Regions from separate parts of the Mus musculus genome. Here region 2 is linked to region 1. The links are chromatin contacts, called in public Hi-C maps. All regions are on one chromosome and are shown on one strand. The core of a region is the stretch at or near the end of the contact, and the rest is flanking DNA. Distances in the headings are between cores, read along the strand shown. Region 1 holds the start of Gtf3c1 (general transcription factor III C 1). Region 2 has its middle 22 kb from the start of Il21r.

Region 1 (3,342 bases), core at 481-2,980:
AAAGGGAGAGAGGAAATAGAAAGCTATTACTTTTTTTTTTTTTTTTTCCTATTTGGAGGAGGGGTACACACAGCTATCTTCACTTAAAAGATCTAAGTTCAGGAGTAAGAGTTTCCTGTTTCTTGTTTGTTTAGAGACAGGGCCTCCCCAAGTAGCTTAGCTTTGGCTGACCTGGCACTCACTTTGTAGAAGAGGTCATCCTCACAGAGATGTCCTGAGGGCTGGGGAAGAGGCATGCACCACCGCTCTTGGCCTGAGGTTCGTTCTAAGTGAATAAATGTCTTGAAATTTTGCATTTATGTGGCAGCATCACAGATATAATACACACTTATATTGCTTAAAGGTCTTGTAAAGGAAAGGCTTAAAGGAGTCCAAGGACTCCTAGATTTTAAGAACCACTGTTCGACAGCAGGACAGGGCAAACTGATAAAACGCATTTTTTTATAGTGCCTCGAGGACAAAGGACAAAGGCACCCTTTAAGCAGATGTAACACATTCGATGGTAACATGTCTTTCCATGCTACATCCACTGGCTTTCACAGCAATGCAGAAGGAAGGGGCAGTAATGAACTGTGAAGCAGCACAGACCCTTCCAGTCTCCTCAGACATCAGTGTTCCCATCTGAAAAGCTGGATATCAGAACAGCTATTCCCAGGGAGCGCCTGAGTGTCCACAGTGATTCTAACCAGGCTGCCTTTAGCCTTACGACTGACTAACTAACTGGCTATCATAGTTTGAGACTTGCTCCTAAAAACAATCTGCTTCTGTACAGATTGGCAACTGGTTTATCAGTCACAGCCCACCAAACTTGCTCCCGTAGACATGTGCACTGGCAAGCTCTGGAATGGAAGGCTTCTAAAATATTTTTTTTTTTCAGATTTTAAACTCCCATCGTCCAGGAGTCTTACTCATGCTGTCTCTTGATTAGCTATTTGACTTTGGCCAGGCAAAGTGGCCTGCCTTGTCTGAGCCTCAGCTCCCTCGCCTGTAAAATAAGTGACTATCCCAAAGGACTGCTGTGAAACGTTTGCACTTGTCAGTAGCTACAGAAACCCTGGCACCGAACAGTACTCAGTTCACGTGAGTTATCAACAATACCGAAGCACATAAAACTCTTCCCAGCCCTTTCCCTCCACTCCTGATGCCAGGAGCTGACAAACGTACTCCCAAGGGACACGCTTACCGCCAACCAACTTCGACATTCCCATCGCCCATCCCAGGACCCCCGCAATCCTCCTCACGCCTCCCCCGCGCCAATCTCTTCCCCGTCCCCCCTCCCTAAGTCTGAGAGAGGGACTCCTACAAAACCACTCCCAGCCGTGGTCCCCATCCCGCACCGCCAGAACCTTCCCCTCAGGCTGGACACCATCCTGGGCCGGGGTCCCTGTGGCTAGGCGTTCCTCCCTGAGACACCTCCGAGGGATGAGGGACGGCCGCCCAACCTCCCGGCGGGGCCCACGGACACTAACCGTCCATCCCTAGAGGCGGCGGTTCCGGCCTCCCGAACCGGAAGCGGCCCTGACAGTGTTTGCAGTTCCCCTGGTTACTACGGGGTTCCGGACCAATGGAGGAGGAACTCTGATCATTGAGCCCGCCCTCGGGTAGCGTGACGTCACGGCGGAGCGCTGGGACTCCCCATCAGTCCTCCCTAGGCCTCGGATCGCTGTACGCAGGCGCATTGGGCCCTGGCCTCGGCGGCGAGGTGCGCAGGCGCCCCGGGCGCTGCTAACTGAAGCGGCCATGGACGCGCTCGAGTCGTTGTTGGACGAGGTGGCCCTGGAGGGGCTCGACGGCCTGTGCCTGCCCGCGCTGTGGAGCCGCCTGGAATCCCGCTCGCCTGCCTTCCCATTGCCTCTGGAACCCTACACGCAGGAGTTTTTGTGGCGGGCTTTAGCCACGCACCCGGGCATCAGTTTCTACGAGGAGCCGCGAGAGAGACCTGACCTGCAGCTCCAAGACCGGTCAGCCACCAGGGGTGGGGCGAGGGCTGAGAGCCTGGAGCGGGGCAGGATGGTGCGATGCAGAACGGGGACCGTGGGACGTGGGGGATGGGCGCGGGAGGCGAGCAAACCTGAGCTCTGCGCCCTAGCAGGCCGGAGTAGATGAGCTGGGGGATGGGGTATCCGCTGTGACGGAACTGTTTCCCAGTGTGTTAAAGGAGCGAGTCTAAAGAGTTCCTTTAAGTTGGGTGATAGGACGGGAGTAGGAAAGTGGTTAAAAAGTGGGACTAGGTGAGGTCCTTCAGGGACCTTTAGGGAGCGTTCGTTCCGAAAGCTAAGGCAGCTCACTGGAGGTCTGCATAGCCCCGAATAGCAGTGAAAGAGTAGCCGAGGTGGACTGGGCGCTTCCCATAGGTGGGTTCCAAGACCCAGTTCTGGAAGCGACAGAACTCAGTTCCGCGACACTGAGCGAGACACTATTGTCTTTTCATTTTACAGAGGAGGAAACTGACGCCGAGAGGTTAAGGGATTAACCTTAGGTTAAGTACAGGATTCAGGGATTGCTAAATGCACTTTTCCCTTCTCCTATCTGTCCTTCTCCAGGAGCAGAATCCAGCTCCTTGCATGCTCTGCCCTTAGCCTCAGCCCACCCCTTACTCCCCTGTACAAGTTTTTGTTAAGAAAGGGCTGACGAGCTGGTCTTGGTGTTACACGCCTTTAATCCCAGCACTTGCGAGGCAGAGGCAGGCGGATTTCTGAGTTCGAGGCCAAGGCTACACAGAGAAACCCTGTCTCGAAAAACCAAAAAAAAAAAAGAAAAGAGAAAAAAAGAAAAAAAAAAGAAGAAAGAGCTGACAATACAGTTCAGTGTGATTTCATATCATACCCGCTTGCCTCTGCACTCTAGCACTTGGGTTACAGGCATGCCCTACCATGCCCTGCAAGTTGGAACTCTTAAGCTATATTATGAAGGTCAGAGGAGGTTCTAGAGGTAATAATGAACCAGATAAGTTTAGATTTAGGCGGCCACTTGGCAGAGTGCTCTGAACAAGCAACACCAAGTAGAATAGCTTAACGGGAGAGAAGTGAACTGCGTGCGCCTGAAGAGTACGCTTGGAAGCAGGGAGCGTGGAAAGTTTTACAACACCCTGAAGAGGAGGCTCAGGGGGTGAAGTGGGCATCCACTAGGATTCCAGGAAATTTAGGTCCAGGATCTACTCTGCCCTTGACTAAACTGTCTGAGAAAGAACCTGTGATCATCTAGTCCACTTGATGAAGCTGTCCTTTACTATAAAGACAGAGGGAAGTCTCCGGAGGGGGAGTGAGGCTGGTGACAGTGAAGCTGAGAGTCACAACCAGTCAGGGACTGGTTTATCCTGGTGGGGATGGGAATAAAGAAAGC
Region 2 (3,342 bases), core at 511-3,010, 130 kb after region 1:
ACACAAGGGCACTGAGAAGAGACAGTGGGAGACATCAGTCCATCCGTCATTCATTTACAAGTCACGGTGCCTGTCTCTGTAGGACCAGATTTAGAAAGGATTGTAATTAACTTAGTGGGCGAAGAGGTGGCAGAAGAGAAAGGAAGAGAGGAGGAAGAGGGGAAAGAAGAGGAAGAGGATGGGGGCGTAAAAGAAGAAAGAGGAAGGAGAAATCCAAAGGAGGAGGAAGAGACTGAAGTGGACCACATCCCCTTCCCTCCCCCCTCCCCACCCTGTGGCTGCAGGGAAGAAGGAGGCCCCTGGGTTGGTACTGTAATTTTTATTCTGACTGTAACATTCATTGCTTCCCTGAAAGTATAAACATGTGCACAGGTTCCAGGAACTAGGGCATGCCTAGTTGAAGGTAGCTTCAGAGTTCCTTGTTCCATCCGCTACAACACTGAAGATTGGGTTACCTTTGCAAAGGAATTTCTGTTTAAACAAAAGCACATGGCTTTAGACTCAGGAGGCAGGGTTTGACGATTAGATGATGCGTTCGAGGACTTTTCCCTCTCTGCCGCACCTCATTTGCCTTTATCTTCCATCTCGATACTGTCTCTTCATGACCACAGTGTGGACGACAAAGCACCATACATTACACGCAGAGTGGAAAGAAAACGGCAAAGGACTTTCTCCTGCTGCTTTTCCTGATTAGGGAGGACTGTCAGTGTGGCCTGTGGTCCCATGGTAGCAAAGGACAAAAAACCATGTAGAGTGACTTGGGCCTCGGTGGTCAGCTGGAAATCATGGCAGAACTGTAGCAAGGAGGGTAAGTCAGAGTAGCCAGAACTCATCAGAGGCCCAAGGGACAGACACAAAGGACAGTGTGCAATACAGATGTGTGCCCAGACCACAAAGTCATAACATTACAGAGTGGTGCTCTATATGAGGGCCTGGATCTGGGTCTGCATGGAAGGAGCTGGGACAGAGGACCTGGACCTATGAGAAGTTGGTGCTATGTAATGGCAGAGGGATTGGGGTGGTTCTGCAGTGGAGTTCTTGCCTGCTGTGAGGACCTCTGCTCATGACCCCAGCACTGTAAAGGAAAAACAGCCAAGAGTCACTCTGCACATAGCCTATGGCGAGATGGGGACATGTGCAGACACAGGGTGGTGACAGCGGGGCACATTTTATCCTGGACTTGTGCTGTCTTTGGGATTAAGGGTGCCATTTTCCTTGAGCATAATTTACTGCTCAACTCCCGCACTGCCCAGACGCACTCAGTCGGACATCAAGAATAAGCTTAGCAGATGCTTTTAAAGAGTTTTGTGTGCAAGAGCCACTCCAGGGGCTCACTGAAGTGGTGATGTATTTAATTCTCACCACGGGCTCGTGAGACAGGTGTCAATTACAGATGCATATGTGAGCTCAGATAAGTTGCAGACTGGCCCGGTGCCAGACAGTTGGGTTTAGGGTATCCTGAATGTCTGTGCTGTTCTCCAGAGCAGGAGCATTGTCAGAGACAAGCAGAAGCTGGGCTGCACCTACTTGGGCCGCAGTTGGGGAGTTCCAGGAACGCAGGCTGGTGCTGAGACAGTGCGGGCCACCAGGGGGCAGCAGGGACTGAGGCACGGCCCTTCCCTTCCCCTCCCTCTGGACACAGGAGTTGCTGGGCATCACTTGCTCCTGCCTTCATTTTTCCCGCGTTTCACCCCAGAGTGGTGTCACGCCATGTCCACGGTCCCACGGACACTGACGTCTCTTGAGCTCAGTGTGGTATCACCGCAAATCCGCGACGTCACCGGCGCTGTGAACCCACAGCGCGCAGTGCACCCGCGGTGAACAGAACCGTGCCCTGTGGTCTGGGATTTTTTTTTTTGGTTTTGACTTAATGACTTAAGTGGGAAATTTATGTCAGGAAAGTTGAACAGGCTACGCGCGCTCCGCGGCAGCCCACGAGGCCGGAACCAGAATAAGCGCAAACAGCGTTTTCTTCCACCAAGTTAAAGCATCATCGTGGCTTCCAGGGCATCCAGCACAGCGGGGGCTGCTGGGAAAATCCCAGCTCACAACACCTTGGTGGCTGCGCCCGCCACGCGCAGGAACCCTCTACAGACATCACACCAACCCTTGGGTCCTTTCTTTTTTCATTTTTCTAGATCTTTCCCTGTCCTCTCTTAGTGGAGGCTGTTGACAAAAACACACAGAAACAAAGCTTAGATGCCAATAAACTTAAATAAAATTGTTCATTTTAAGTGAAAATTTCAACTCCTCAGTCAAACCAGCTGCATTCCAAGGAACCTGGCTAAGTACTGGGAAGCATTTCCTGTGTGGTTTGAATCTGGTGTGTCCCCCTGGGAAACTTGACTGGATGTGAATGCTTGTGGAGAGGGATTAAGAGGAGGAAATTAGTCACTGTGGTATTTAGAGAGGCCTTTGGGAGGGGATCAGGGTTAGGTAAACTCATTAGAGCAGGCCCTGGAATCATAAGGACTATACACAGAAACCAGACTCACGCTCACACCACACACATATACAAGTACACATGCATATACACACATACATGAACACACACATATACAAACACCACACACATACTCGAGCACACACACATATACTCATGCCACACACAAACCCCACACATAATAGAAGCACACACTCACACCACACACATACATGAACACACACACACCACACACATATACAAGCACACACACATCACACATATACATGAGCACACACACACTTACCATATGCATACATGAGCATGCTTGTACACACACACATACATGAACACACACTCACACCACACACATACATGAGCACACACATACTCACCACATGCATACACGAGTGTGCTTGCACATACACACACACACACACAAGCACACATACACCACACACATACATGAACACACACTCACACCACATACATACACAGGCATACACATATCACACATATACATGAGCACACACACACACCACACACATACATGAGCACACACACATGTTCTCCTATGGGGTGCCCTGACTCCCCTGAGGGCTCCATCAGCAAGGCCATCTCTAGATTCCACCTCCTGACCTCAGAATTATGAACTGAAAAAAGCCTCTTTTCTTTATAACTCACTTGTGCGTGGTACAGGGTGAGAGCACAGGAAGCAGTCTCGGCAGCTTCTATCTCAGCACACGGCTCTGTGGGGCAGAGCCGTTGTACACAGTCACTTGCTTACAAAGCTCCTTCCTCGGATTGAGCTTTGAGCCAGTGTCCTATGGTTTGGCTATAAAATGTGCACCCACAGCTCGTGTTTTGAACACCTGGTTCCCAGGTGGTGACATTGTTCCAGGACATGGTGGAACCTTTTG

The links. Hi-C and Micro-C count contacts between places; a contact is called where the count stands out from the background.
Region 2: a Hi-C map of bone marrow-derived macrophages shows a contact between it and region 1, with 1.8 times the contacts expected there. The contact joins the enhancer-like site here to the promoter of Gtf3c1 in region 1. A contact is called at or near these places in 1 of 39 promoter capture datasets (pre-B cells), 2 of 484 Hi-C or Micro-C datasets (bone marrow-derived macrophages and nephron progenitors) and 2 of 9 other capture datasets (adipose tissue and liver).

Annotation. Positions count from the first base shown.
Region 1 is chr7:125,706,076-125,709,417 of GRCm38.p6, reverse strand. It overlaps Gtf3c1 (general transcription factor III C 1), which reads left to right and starts at 1,730. Exons shown (of 37, transcript NM_207239.1): 1 at 1,730-1,961. The coding sequence starts at 1,741. It overlaps D430042O09Rik (RIKEN cDNA D430042O09 gene), which reads right to left and starts at 1,548. Exons shown (of 28, transcript NM_001081022.2): 1 at 1,470-1,548. The coding sequence starts at 1,476.
Region 2 is chr7:125,579,824-125,583,165 of GRCm38.p6, reverse strand. No RefSeq gene overlaps it. Among named protein-coding and RNA genes, the nearest start is that of Il21r, 22 kb to the left of the region's middle. Within about 2 kb of position 1,760, at least 135 of the 459 cell types and tissues checked have an H3K27ac peak or open chromatin away from gene starts, as enhancers often do. A contact at or near this core is called in adipose tissue and bone marrow-derived macrophages, where this site is marked.